Regions from separate parts of the Mus musculus genome. Here regions 1 and 2 are each linked to region 3. The links are chromatin contacts, called in public HiCAR-type and promoter capture Hi-C maps. All regions are on one chromosome and are shown on one strand. Each heading gives the region's core, a stretch centred on a gene start, on an enhancer-like site or on the middle of the called end of the contact. The rest is flanking DNA. Distances are from core to core; before and after follow the strand shown. Region 1 holds the start of Alkbh4 (alkB homolog 4, lysine demethylase). Region 2 holds the start of Dtx2 (deltex 2, E3 ubiquitin ligase). Region 3 holds the start of Ufsp1 (UFM1-specific peptidase 1).

Region 1 (4,291 bases), core at 181-2,680, 1.2 Mb after region 3:
TCACCAGTTGATATAATAAACACTTGGGTGTTTGGTCACTCTGAATGCTGCCATGATCCAGACATAGTGACATATGCTTGCAATCTTAGCTTATGGAGGGGGCGCCCTGGGGCCTCTAACTAAAGAAAATAACTAAAACAAAAAACTTGGCTCAGGCCCCTTTGATCTCTTTAAGTGTCTGTCGCCTCAGCCACCCACAGCTCCTATCTCAGGCCTCTACTCAAGCATTCCCCTGGCTATGCATCCCAGCAACTTGCTACAGCACTGCCAGGGCCATACAAATGCTCTGAAGTTATTTTTCATTCATTCATTCATTCATTCATCCATCCATTGCCCATTTTGATGGAAGGTGTTAGCCTGGTCAACAGAGAGCTAGAAGGGAAACATTTTAACATTCTTCCTGGCCTACCTGACTCCTGATCCTATTAGTATCTTGTAAGACAGATTTGTTTTTGTTTTTCAAGATGGGCTTTCCTGGAACTCCCTATGTAGATCAGGCTAGCCTGGGACTCACAGAGATCTGCCTGCCTCTGCATCCCAAGTGCTAAGTCTAATGGCATGCACCACCACTGCCCGGCTGTAAAGCTGATTCATACAGGTTTGTTTTCCCAAAAAAATTTCCCCCAAATCAAAGCCTGTTTTGGAGACAGGTTTCTCTGTAGTGTAGTCCTGGCTGTCCTGGAACTCACTCTGTAGACCAGGCTGGCCTCGAACTCGGAATTCCACCTGCCTCTTGTCTCCCGAGTGCTGGGATTAAAGGCATGCGCCACCACTGCCCGGCTGCCTGTGCTGTCTTAAGTCGCTCATTCCCTGTCTAATACAGGCGGCCTAGTGTTCAGCACTCCCTACCATTTCCATGCAGTCTCCCTTGTGCTCCGGAAGCTCACTCAAAACCAGACCCGTTCAGTCCAAGTTATTTACCACTGCCCCCCACCCCCACCCCTCACCCCCCAAAGTCACAGAGATGATGTGTGACAGCCGCTTCCCTACTGCCAAGGTAACTCCTAAAACCTGCTGGGCGGCTGAGGTCCGTTCTCCAGCCTCTCTGCCTTTCAAATGCAGAGATCTCGGCGTGCACCAGCATTTCCCCGCCCTTCCATTAATCAGCCGATGGCACTTGGTCCACCTTTTGGGTTTTGTGAATATTGAAGATATAAGCGCTCCAAACAACTCACCTACCGCGAGGCTTTGGTCCTTGGCTGTTTTACAGGCAAGCTGGGCCTTAGTTTCCCATTAAGATGAATAGATTTTCTGGCTATGACTCTTTTCCTAGTCCGTACCTGAAGGCAGATCTGCCAGGGCGGGTCCCTGTGGCGTTGTCTCTCGCAGATAAGACAGGTCCGGATGCCCTTACAGCCGCACTCCTGCAAAAGAGAAACTTCAGCCGCCGCCGCCATCGCGTCCTCCGATCAGTTAAGAGCGCAGGCGCGAGACGCAGGGGCCGCTGGGAGTTGTAGTCATCGCAGAAGCAGGAGGTGGGGCGTAAGGCTGGCGTTCTACTTCCTTCCGGTCGCAACGGACTCGCAAAGGGTTTGTTGTGCGCCACCTCCTGGGCTCCCCGGCAGCGGGCCTTAGCGACCGGACTTCGTGGAGGCGCGGGTTCGGTTGAGCCCTCGGCCACCCATGGCTCCTCTCACGCCGCAACTGCTCCTGCAACGTGGGCGACCCAAGACGGATAAGCTGGGGAAGATTCAGAGTTTGAAGTAAGAGCATGTGGGGTTGAAGCGGATCCGGGGCGTGGGGTTCTTCCCCGCCAGGGTGGTTTGATGGGCGGAATGCAAGGCTCAGACCCCTCCGTCTCCTCCTCCTGCCCGGGTTATTCTGTTATCCGGGATTCGAGCCCCAGTCGAATCTCGCGCCAAACGGAGATGTGGGAGATTGGCAGCCAACGCCCGGCGTCAGATAAACTTGGAGCGAACGCCCTTAGCCTTGCGCGGAGTGGAAAGACTGATGAGATACTAAGGGATGTTGAGGGATCCTGTGTAGCACGGAACGGGCTAGCAGGAACTAGTAAAAACAAGAAGGAACTTGGAAGTCTTGGGCTCTAAAGTCATTTTGTTTTGTTTGTTTGCTTGCCTGTTTGTTTTTGAGACAGGGTTTCTCTGTGTAGCCCTGGCTGTCCTGGAACTCACTCTGTAGACCAGGCTGGCTTCGAACTCAGAAATCCACCTGCCTCTGCCTCACAAGTGCTGGGATTAAAGGCGTGCGTGTGCCACCACTGCCCGGCAACAAAGTACTCTTTAAGGGAGGGAAGATGGGCCACAGAAATGATCTGCAGATAAAGGTGCCTGTCTGTCATCAAGCCTGAATTCAATCCCTTGGGCCCAGACAGTGGAGCAAAGCAGCTCCCTAAAACCATGACCCCCTTAATCACGCTTTGATTGTGCCCATTCCTATCCACACACCACACACAGATACATAGACACTCTGTAATACATAGAAAGGTAAGTTAGGAAGTGAGAAGGCTAGAACAGTTGGCATAGCTCAGTTGCTACATTGCTTACTAGACATGCACAGAGCCTGAGTATCCCTAGGGTTCCATCCCTATCAACACCTGAACAGCTCCCAAGGGGTGGCACATGCCTGTCATCTCAGCACGTGGGTAGGGGGAGGAGAGTTAAGTTCAAGGCTTTCCTGGACTACGCAATGAGTTGTGTAGGATGGGATCTCTTGAGTTTTGCGGCCAACCTAGTCTACATAGTTCAGGCTAGCCAAGTCTAAAGCAAGCTTCATGCTTGCACAAGAACTTTGTTGGTGGAAATCCCTCTGGGACAGATGGGGTAATTAATGGGAGGGTCTGGCCCGCTCCCTCAGCTCTCTTGCTCTCTGCCCTCACCCCAGTCTGTCGGGGCTGCAGCTGCTCTCAGAGCACTTGGATCCCAATCTCCTGGGGCGCCTGAAGAAGCTGAGGGAACTTGACCTCTCTAACAACTTGCTGGAGACGCTGCCTGCTAACCTGGGCCTGTCCCATCTGCGCATCCTTCGCTGTACCAACAACCAGCTCGGGGATGTCACTGCCTTGCACCAGTTCCCAGAACTTGAGGAGCTCAATCTGGAAGGCAACCCCTTCCTGACGGTGAGAGGGACCAGGACTCTGTGGGGCAGACTCAGGCTCCATTCCCCCCCCCGCCCCCCCCCCCCCCGTTTCCGTTTTGTTTTGAGACTGGGTCCGATGTAGCACAGGCTGGTTTCAAATTAACTGTGGGTCCGCAAATAGCCTTAAATTTCTGCTCCTCCTGCCTCTGACCTCCTGAGTTCTGACCATGTTCCACAAAGCCCAGTTATGCGGTGCTGGGGACCAAACTCTGGGCTTTGTGCTTGCTAAGCAGGCAGTCTGCCCCCTGAGCTACATACCCACTCCGTTTGGGTTTTTGTTGTTTTGCTTGTTTGAGGCAAAGAGTCTTGCTCTGTAACCCAGACCAACATCAAACTTGAAACGTCCCTACCGTACTCTCCCAAACGTTGAGATTCCAGGCATGCGTCCTTACTCCTTCCTGGCTTTCTGTTATCTCTTCTTCCGTTAGGTCAGTGACAACCTCAAAGTCTCCTTTCTCCTGCCCAAGCTTCGTAAGGTGAATGGCAAGGACACGGCCTCCACCTGCTCACAGGTGGAGAATCTAGATCGGGAGCTGATGGACAGGGTAAGGATGATGGCGTGGGGGTGGGGTCCTTGGTCATAGCAATTGGGTACTGAGTGGGACAGAAGTGGAGTTTTGGAGCTGTGTAACAGAGATTCTTGCCCAGACAGCCTCAGGTCTGAGGTGGTGAGTCTGTTTTTTTTGTTCCTTTCTTTCTGTGTTTGGAGACCCTGTCTCCAAGGTATGCAGCAAGCACAGCAGGACACCAGCGAAGCTAGACTCACAGTGAGCTGGTTTTTGGCACATGCTCTTTCTTGCTTATATAGCCCAGGTGGCCTAGGACTCTTCTGCCTCAGCCCCCCAAGTGTTGGTATCACCACCATGTTCAGTTGAACCAGACTGATTTCAAGTCTAGCTACTAGATATTGAGTAGTTTCTAGAAGGTGGTATAGTCAGTCTACTGTGTGAGCCGGAGGAGTTAGGGTGGAGGTGCTGTGTGTAGCCTGGAGACCCAGGCTGGGCGGGGACGGTTCTGGTCTTTCTTACCGCAGGTCACAGCTCACTGGCAGAAGTTCATAGCCACTGTGAGCCCTGAGGAGGAAACTGACAAGGTGCGGGCTGATTTCATGAGGTCTGCAGTCAGGGATGTGTGTTACGGCCCTGAGTCGCTCATCGAGTTCACGCAGTGGCGGGTACATCATGGAGACTGGGGT
Region 2 (4,759 bases), core at 994-3,493, 1.3 Mb after region 3:
CTGAAGTGCTGGGGCTTGAACTCAGGTCTTGTATGCTGGCTAAGCACTTTGCCAAAGCTGCTCCCAGCCCATAAAGGATGTCTAAGGTAGGATGGCGCATCCTCTGAGACTGGTTAGACAGAGGCTGTGCTGGCAAGGGGCCACGTGAATTTATTTGCAACATCTGGCAATCAACAATCCACTCCTGGGCCTCATCTCACTCCTGGAACCCCAGAATCCCACCGTCCATAAAGCGTGTGTGTGTGTGTGTGTGTGTGTGCACAGATGCATGGGTGTTCCCGCAGGCTAGGGGACAGCCTGGATTGCAGTTCCTCAGGTGCTATCAACCTTGCTCACTCACCAAATACGTGGCTGGCTGGCTGACTAGCAAACCCCAGGGATTCACCTGTCTCCTCCCTAGCATTAAAAGTGCAGGTACATGCCACCATGCCAGGCTTTTTACCTTGGTTCTGGAGAGCAAATCTGGACCCTCCTGCTCGCCAGGCAAGCACTGTATGGACTGAGCCATCTCCCTTCAGGGTCCACACCCACCTTCTCCTTGGAACACCAGATTTCAAAAGCTGCAAGGTTAACTTCCCCGCGGCTCTCACCTCCTCTTCACTGAAGAGCTGGCACCAAACTGTCCCTTCTTGATGAAAGCACCAGATCCTCAGAAGCAATAACTTGTCTGAGCTCCCATCTTGATAGGAACAGCAAACAAGAACCCGGCAAATCTGAGGCCTTGCTGACTCAGCCACACCGATTCCGAGGTACCTTTGCCAAAAAGATGATTAAGTCTTCAGTGAAGAATCGGCAAGAGAAAATGAGCGCACAGATGTTGGGTCCCGTGTGCTGTGGCTGGCAACTGGAAATTACCAGGCTTATTTTCCAACAGCTTGGGCAGGGAGCAGAAGCTAGGGACAGTCTTTCTCAGCCCACTCAATTAAACCCTTTCTCAGAAAAGTCTGCGTGAGGACTTCAGAAACCGGTCCCACGGATGGTCCATGAAGGAAATCAACACACCAGAGAGGATAAAAATTTGACCAAAGTCACACAGAAAATAAGCAAAGAGACTTGACACCTTGACCAACTGAAGTCAATCCTGATTCTCGTGGCTACTGGGAACTCTACATCACAGAACTGTTACTTTTGGGTTGTTGGGGGTTTTTTTGTTTTGTTTTGTTTTAAGCAGGGGCCACAGTATATAGCTTAGGGCTGGACTGGAACTCCTGAGTCTCCAGCTTCTGCCTCACAAGTGCTGAAATTACAGTCATAAATCACCACACCTGGCTAGCACTCTTTTGGGGAGTGAGAGGGATGTAATATAGTATCTTGTGATGAAGCACAGGCAAGCTTTAGCTACCCGCAAACCTTTGTCTCCCAAATACTGGGATTATAAATGTGCAACACATTGCTGGGCTCTCTAGAATTTTAAAGGGGCTAAGACGGCACGGAGAAAAGAGAGTTCATTAAAGGTCTTGCCTGTGAACACATTCCCATTCATGCCACTGTGGAGGCAAAGCTAACGCGGGCAACCCTGCAGCTGTGTGAGGGATAGGATGAAAAGCGGAGCTTCAAAACAGAGACACCCCAAAGTGCCCCAGAGACCCAGTCTGACACAGACCGAGAATGGAAAGGCAAACGCCTCCAAAGTCCAACTCTCTCAGACAGTGGTGGATCCCTATCGCCTGGATGTAACGCCCCCACACACACACAAACGCTCCAGGACTGAAACTGACCCCTCAGGGAGCCAGGGTAGCAATAGCCTCACTGCTCTTCCAGGTCCTGTAGGACTCAAACTGCCAGGGATGCGACCCCTGTCTCTGCAAAAAATAGGGCTCTTACCACACCCAGCCCAGTCCCCAACGCTCAGAGCGTCCCAACTGCGACTTCCCGCCTCCAGGACCCTGGTACCGAGGTGCCCAGGGCTCCCAACGCCCCCAGGACTCACCCATCCCGCCGGCACGGCCCTCCCTCCTCGCACGACCGCCCCCTTCCGGTCTCAGCTTGGCTCAATAGCCCCCTCTCCTCAACCCACCCACCCACCCTCGGGACCCCAGGCTGGGCGCCAGCAGGTGGCCCGCCCGTCCCGCTCACCGAGTCTGAGGGAAGCAGAAGGAACAGGTTGAGAGGACCGCCGACCTCCGGGCTCAGCTCCGGCTCGGCCTGGGAAGAACCCTCGAGTATGTCTCCGACTCCGAGCCGGAGGCAGCCGGAGTGAAACTCGGCGTCGCAGCCTCCAAGCACCGCGCTGCGCATGTCCACCTCACGCAGTGCCTTCTGGGAAATGTAGTTCTGATGAAGCTGAGTGGGCTGAACCAAAGCACACCAGCAGATATAAATGTACCCAGCCTTCTCTTTCTCCTACTGACTTACTCCCTCGCTAATCACTGATGCATTTGATTTTTAATAATTTTTATATTTCTTTTTATTATGTGTGTATATTCTGGAGGGGGGTGTACTTACAGAGGTCAAAGAACAACTTTAGGAGTCCGTTCTCCGTGTCCACCTTCACGTGGGTTCCACGGATCGAACTCAAGGTGTCAGGCTTGTCAGCAAATGCCTTTACCCTCTGAGCCCTATCGCCAACCCTGATTTTTCCTTTTGTGGTGTTGAGGATCAAAGTTAATGCAAGCACAGTAGACAAGTGTTCTACTACTAATTAATCCCCAGCTATAAGAGTCCACTTGTAGGGGTGGAAGGGGTCCAGGATCTCATGTACCTCGGAGTGGCTTTGAATTTGTGATGTAAGCCTAGGCTGCTCTTAAACTCTTGAACCTCCTGCCTCTGCTTCCTAATTGCTGAGCTTACAAGCACAGTCTTTAAAAACATAGATTTAAAATTTTTAAATAAGAAAAGAATCTATTAAAAAATGTTAAGCCGGGCGTGGTGGCGCATGCCTTTAATCCCAGCACTCAGGAGGCAGAGGCAGGCAGATTTCTGAGTTCGAGGCCAGCCTGGTCTACAAAGTGAGTTCCAGGACAGCCAGGGCTACACAGAGAAACCCTGTCTCGAAAAACAAACAAACAAACAAAAAACAAAAAACAAAAAAAAAAGTTAAACCTTGGCTTAAGTTGGCCTGGCTCAGTGGTAGAGCACTTATCTATCGAGTAGGCAGAAGACCCTGGATTTGCAAAAGAAGTCCTTAAAATTCCACTTCACAGAGCCTGTTCCATTCCCAGAACCTGCTCCCGGCTCACCAAGCAGAAAAGATGAACACAGCTAGAGAAGTCAAGGAGGCCTGGCCTCAGCAGTGTCACTGAGGAGCAGGGGTGCTTGCTACTGTTTTGCTTGGAAAGGCAGAATTGTGTTGCTTCCTGCCTCTGCTAATTGGTCTCCATCTGACACTGCAGAGGGACAGTCTGATAAGACACAGCTGCTTTGCTCATTATTTCTGATGAATGGATGGCACCTGGCATTTCCTAGTGCCGATGGTAGCCACCAAGGACCCACGTATAATCTATACAGCCAGAAAGATCTTAATGACTTCACAGCCCAAAGAAAACGTGTCTGTCCCCAAAAGCTCTACATAAGTCCCTCCTAGTGGAAGTAGGGGGATTTTTTGTTTATTTGTTTTGGAGACAGGGTGTCTTAGCACCTGGCTTCAGAGATGGCCTGCAACTACTAATCCCCCTGTCTCACCTTCTGAGATTGCAGGTGTGTACTGTTGTTCCCAGCTATAGAGGAGGACCAGGCAGGGGGAGCGGGGGGGGGGGGGGGGGGGGTTACCCAGGGCTTCCTGCACACTAAGCAAGCTCTCTGCTGACTCAGGCATATCCCCAGCCCTCCTAGCCTTAAATGGACTCCTGTCTGCTGATTTCCATTTTGCATCCATGAACTTACAAATAAGGACTCCTATTTTTTATTATTCTCATTTTTTTTTTTTTGTACAGGGATGGGTCATGCCACAGCATTCATATAGATGACAGAGAATGTGTCCTTCAGGTCTCTGCTTCTACCACGTGAGTCCTGGGATCAAACCTAAGGCATGAGACTCGGTGACAAGTGTCTCCACCTGCTGAGCAAGCCATTTTGATGCTCTTGTGTCCATACTTAATTCATCTTCAATATTTAAGTGTAAGCAATCACTTTTTTTTTTTTTGAGACAACTGTTCCCTATGTAGCCAGGCTGGCCTTGACCTCACAATGTATCCCAGTTTACTTCACCCCTCTAGCCTCTTATTTTAAATTGTTCACACAAGCACACAATTAAAACTGTGGTTTTTCTTCTAAATCTGCCTTAAGTCAACTGAATTCACGTCCCAGACAAATATCTTTTAAAAATGGAGAAAACACCCACCCCGTCTTCAGTAAGCATGCAATTGCTGGGCTGGTGAGATGGCTCAGGGGTTAAGAGCTCCGACTGTTCTTCCAAAGGTCCTGACTTCAAATCCCAGCAACCACATGGTGGCTCCCAACCATCTGTAACAAAATCTGATGCCCTCTTCTGGAGTGTCTGAATGTACTTACATATAATAAATAAATAAAATATTTTAATTAAAAAAAAAGAATGCAATTGCTTTCTGCCCCATGAGCTGGCTTTTCACTACTTTGATGGTACCTCTAGGCCACACCTCTAGCCCATTTTTCTAATACCTAAGAAAATAAATTAAACAATTTTTTTTAATTTTTCACTTTTTGAAACTAAAATATAACCAGAGAATTTCCCCTGCCTTTGTTTCTTCCCTTCTACTCTTCCCAAGCACCTTTTCCTTCCCTCTTCTCAAATTTATGGCCTTTATAATTTAGATTATAAAATATATATTTATATATTTACATA
Region 3 (4,577 bases), core at 154-2,653:
ACCCCCATGCTCCATATGGTGCCGGCCGTGGGAACTATGATGCTTTTCGAGGCCAAGGCGGTTATCCTGGGAAACCTCGGAACAGGTGAGCACGAACGATGCCCAGGCTGCCTTTCCCCGTCTCTGACTATAGGGACATCTGTTCACATTTCCTTTATCTCACAGGATGGTTCGAGGAGACCCAAGGGCCATAGTGGAGTATCGGGACCTGGATGCCCCGGATGATGTTGACTTCTTTTGAGCCATCCATGTCCCCTCCTGCATTGCTACATCAGTACCCGTGACCACTTTATCCCATCAGCTGAAAAGTTTTTTGTACGTTATTTTACCCGCTAGTAAAAACACTTTGGTAGTGTGTGTTAACTGTGTGCTGTATGTCCCTTCCCAAACACAGGCTGGGCCATAGTAAGCTGAATTACGCCAATTTATTATTTTTCAGAACAGTATCTCTAATTCCAGCTTGGCCTTGCTGTGTAGACCAAGTTGGCTTTGAACTCAGATTCACCTGCCCGTATCATTGTGCCAGGCCCAAACTTGATCGCGGTGGGGGCCTGTGCGAAGTAAATAGGTGGCTGTGTTTAGTCTCAGTTCTGGGATCTACCCAACGGTGCAGGTAGGGCGTGGTGATTCAGAGATTTCTGGTGAAGCACAAGTTGTAGAAGGAATTGGAATCAAAGACGCTTTTTACCTTTTGCCAGCCCACCCATCCAGCAGCTTGTAGTTCACAACGGTTTTTTGGAGTGCCCCAGTAGTGTGGGTCCAGTATCAAGACATAGACTTCTGAACCTGGCCCCTCACAGATCCCCAGCAGGGCCTTGGACTGGGCATCTGCATCTCCTCCTACCATTACTGGGCCCCCACCCGTTGTAAAGTGTGAATAAAGCCGCTCCTCTTCTCCCCTAAGCCCTACTCCGCGGGGCAAGTGGCATAGGCGCCCTTGAGGTCCTCCGAAGTGTTCTAGGCAGAGACTGGCCTCTACACAGCCGATCCAGTTACGGGAGCCCCGGAATCCGGGGGGCTTGTCGCCCATGGCCTCTAGGGCTCCCTGCAAGGCTGGCAGTCCAGGCACGCCCGAGGACTGGCCCCCTGGCCAGGAGCACAGCGTCTGCAGGGTGCGGTAGCCGCATCCCCAGCCACGGTCATCCAGTCCATCGCAACCATAGTGATAGTAAAGGTAGTGGCCTGAGAGGAGGGCCAGTCGGGCGGGATCATGGCAGGGCACAGGCAGGCCCAGGTGCACGTCCTTCAGCAGCTCCAGGGTGCTCGGTAGAGCAGCTGTCATCGAGGCAGGGCCAATTCCGGGTTCCTGGTGTTTTCTGGGACTAGCTACGGGCAGTGTGGGCACGTAGAACCGGAGAACTCTCAGCAAGCAGGCTAGCGGCAGGAGAGATGATTCCACAGGCAGACGAATTAAGGAGCCTTCTAAAAGGCGCCGGCAAACCAGCCTGGCTGCGCAGTCGCAGGCTCCGCCCCTAGGGGCGGGCCCAGCGCTTGCTTCCGCCGGATGCTGCGGGCAGGGTGCCTCAGTGCTCACCAATCCCGAGGCTTCTGTTCCCAGCGTCTCTGACCTCATCCCCGCCCCAACTTCCCGCGTGTTGCACAGACTCTGGTGGCTGTAACAGTTTATTGGCGGCCCAGAGGGGCGAAGGCACCGCGGGGAGGGGAGCTTAGCCCAAGACATGCAGAAGATGGGGAGCCCCTAGTGGGAGGAAGTCGGGGAGGAGTGGACAGGGCCTGGGGGCTCGGTCGTATTATATCCCAGCCCTTAAATAAATAGTGTATATACAGCTAGGGGCTCGGGCAGGGCGGCAGGACCTGGGGTCCCCCAAGGGGTCACAGGTCTGAGCAGCGCTCCTGCTTGCTATAGTGGTCGAACTGGTTCTTCCAGTGCACCATGTAGGAGCTCCAGCGGTGGAACTCGGCCTTCCACTGGCGCTCCGCCTCGTCCAGAGTATCTGCGGCCAGGGCACCCCGCAAGAGTGGGAGAAACGGAACAGGTCGGGTAGTGGAGACCGGTCGTGAGTGCGCCGGCACACACGCATTGTCGGAGGCCGAGCGGGGTGGTGGAAAGAGAACAGTGGATGATCCGGAGAATGAAGGGAGAGGTGGAACAGGAAGGAGAGGAAGAGATAAAAATCACCGGAAGACGGAGGGGAGGGACAGGATCAGAGTGGGAGAAGGGTTCATGGGTTAGTGGGGAAAAGAGAGAAGATACAGAAATAGTTGGCGATTATAAGGCCCTTTGGCTGACGCCAACTAGCCCCGGATCCTTCTCCCCTCAACACCAGGCTCAAGCTCCAAAGGATAATTTTTTACATTAAAAAAAAAAAAATCCTGTTTTTTGAATTTTTGTTTAACAAAGATCCCTGAGTCTGTCCATTTTGTCTCGGCTTGAGAATGGAGTGGGGTTCTGTATCCCTGAGAGGGGCCCCTTCTCAGCTACACACTAGAGTAAGTGTGCTTTGAGACCAGAAGGGGAAAGGATTGCAGTTAGAGCCACGGAAGCCCGGAGTGGAGGAGGAAAAGGAAGAAGAGGAGGGACAGGGCTAAGTCCGGCCCGGGCCTCGGGGCCGCCTCCCCATGGGCGGGGCTTGGGCAGGTGCAAGGAGCCTCCGTGGCTGGGGAGGTGGAGAAGAGAGGGATTACACCCTGTGTTTTGCACCCCATCTCTCTCCCCTCCTTCCAACCCTTGCCGCCTTGTGCATTCCCTGCTCCCCCCACTCCATGCGCCTACCGGTGGCGCTGAGCAATTTGGGGAGAAAGCGATTCCAGAAGGCGCAGGTCTGGGCGCGCAGTCCCCGCCGCACCTCTAAGGGCTTCAGGTTCAGGCTCACATATTGCTGCGCGGCAGTGGTGTACGGTGGCCACTGTGGAGATTTGGAGTCTCGAGGGTCATTGGGGTCCCTGAGGAAGGAAAGGGAAATCTCAGCCTGCCCAGAGGAATAAGGAATGAAGACGTGGATCCTTTTCCTGACTCTGGACCCTCTTCAACTCTTAACACCCAACTCTCTTCTCCCTACTCCAGCCAGCCCCCCACCCCCGCCCTCGCCCCGTGTGAGTGTGTGTGTGTGTGTGTGTGTGTGTGTGTGTGTGTGTGAGAGAGAGAGAGAGAGAGAGAGAGAAATGAGTGCTGCCAATGCTTCTGCCTCAGTTTCCCAGAGTACGGATTTACAGACATGGATAGGTTCCCTTCTCATTTTAAGTACCTTCTACCATTCCACCACCTAGGGAAGTTTTCTTTCCACTGGACATCTCTGTCTCTTTCTCCATTTCCCTTTGTTTTCAAAGTCTTTCTAGCTGGGTGCGGTACTACAGGCTTTAATCCCAGCACCCGGGAAGCAGAGGCAGGCTAATTTTTCTGAGTTTGAAGCCAGCCTGATCAACATGGAGATTTCCAGACCAGCCAGTGCTACATAGCGAGACCCTATTTTAAAATAAAAATTCTAGGATTGTGCTTTTAGCTGTGTAGGTAGGTGCAGTCCTGTCTCTACAATTATTACTTTTACTTTGGGAAACGAAAATCAGATGCACCCAAGGGTTTGTGCATGCTAGGTAGGTAAGTACTAACTGAGCTACACCCCCAAACCTCTACTGCCTTTCTCTGTCGTCATCATCATCATCATCTGTGTGGGTTTGTGTGTGAGTGAGAGAGATTTGAAGGTCAGGGGTAGCTTTGTGGAGAGCCACTTCTCTGTGTTTCAGGGATTCAACTGAGATAGGCTTGCAGGGCAATCTCTTTTATCTGTTGAATACCAGTTACCTCGCTGTCTTTTAGAGTGCTGGGGTGGCCTCATATACATTTGCTTTTCAGCCGTCTACCATGGAGCTGTTCCCAGCCCTTATGGGGGCTCTCACTCTGTCGTGTCCCAGCTAGTCTGGAACTGTATACATTAGACTGTCTTCTCCCTCCTGTGCTGGGATTCAAGGTTCCCAGCTGGTTTTGTCTTTTAAGGACTCCCTGTTCTGCCTGCCTTGTTCTCCGGCATCACCTGAGACTTTCTCTTCACCCCTTAACTTTGTGAAGGTTTCTTCTTCTTTTTCACTGCCATCCATGGGTACCCCTCTCCCCTGGACCCCCAGACGCCATCCCCACTCCAATACCACTGACCCTGTGCGGGCAAAATTGGTCCAGTATTTCATAAGTCGCTGAGCAAAGATCCTCTCCTCCGTGGTGTAGTTCAGCGAGGGATCCAGGGGGAGCCCAAAGATGAACTCGATTTCATAGCCATGGGGCACCCCCATCCAGAGGGGCCAAGTCAGTGTGGAGGCACGGTGTTCAAAGATGTAGGCATAGACCCGGGCCCCTTGGGCAGCCAGTCGCCCAGCCAGCTGGGCCACAGGGCACACAACGTTGTGGTCGCCTACCACTGCACTCATGGCATCTCTCAGGTGAGTAGGGTCCTCAGGGTGCAGCCAGTCTGTGTAATGCAGGACCACAGCCTCGGCTGCCAGGTCACTTGCTTGGGGTACACCGATCCGCACCCCAGCCAGGAACTGGGCCCGGCTGATGAGAGATTCATTGTCTTTGCTGAAGCCTGGGACCCCGTAAACCAGAAAGTAGGAGCCCTCGTCCTTCA

What was found. Promoter capture Hi-C pulls out the DNA fragments that hold promoters and counts their contacts. HiCAR-type assays count read pairs that join an accessible place to other places.
Region 1: a promoter capture Hi-C map of liver shows a contact between it and region 3, with 6 times the contacts expected there. The contact joins the promoter of Alkbh4 here to the promoter of Ufsp1 in region 3. A contact is called at or near these places in 3 of 39 promoter capture datasets (cranial neural crest, liver and pre-B cells), 2 of 484 Hi-C or Micro-C datasets (both in embryonic stem cells), 3 of 115 datasets of contacts at active chromatin or transcription factors (embryonic forebrain, embryonic stem cells and large pre-B cells) and 2 of 9 other capture datasets (liver and pancreatic islet).
Region 2: a HiCAR-type map of astrocytes shows a contact between it and region 3, with 2.9 times the contacts expected there. The contact joins the promoter of Dtx2 here to the promoter of Ufsp1 in region 3. A contact is called at or near these places in 2 of 39 promoter capture datasets (liver and pre-B cells) and 1 of 115 datasets of contacts at active chromatin or transcription factors (astrocytes).

The regions. Positions count from the first base shown.
Region 1 is chr5:136,133,284-136,137,574 of GRCm38.p6, reverse strand. Alkbh4 (alkB homolog 4, lysine demethylase) reads right to left here and starts at 1,430. Exons shown (of 3, transcript NM_001347492.1): 1 at 1,281-1,430. The coding sequence starts at 1,397. It overlaps Lrwd1 (leucine-rich repeats and WD repeat domain containing 1), which reads left to right and starts at 1,501. Exons shown (of 15, transcript NM_027891.4): 1 at 1,501-1,703; 2 at 2,842-3,076; 3 at 3,525-3,641; 4 at 4,130-4,270. The coding sequence starts at 1,624.
Region 2 is chr5:135,992,284-135,997,042 of GRCm38.p6, reverse strand. It overlaps Dtx2 (deltex 2, E3 ubiquitin ligase), which reads right to left and starts at 2,243. Exons shown (of 11, transcript NM_001256096.1): 1 at 2,077-2,243; 2 at 591-753.
Region 3 is chr5:137,291,495-137,296,071 of GRCm38.p6, reverse strand. It overlaps Ufsp1 (UFM1-specific peptidase 1), which reads right to left and starts at 1,403. Exons shown (of 1, transcript NM_027356.2): 1 at 408-1,403. The coding sequence starts at 1,282. The coding sequence ends at 629. It overlaps Ache (acetylcholinesterase), which reads right to left. Exons shown (of 5, transcript NM_009599.4): 3 at 4,109-4,577; 4 at 2,735-2,904; 5 at 1,606-1,955. The coding sequence ends at 1,834. It overlaps Srrt (serrate RNA effector molecule homolog (Arabidopsis)), which reads left to right. Exons shown (of 20, transcript NM_031405.2): 19 at 1-85; 20 at 166-368. The coding sequence ends at 241. It overlaps Mir8116 (microRNA 8116), which reads right to left and starts at 2,292; the gene lies at 2,196-2,292.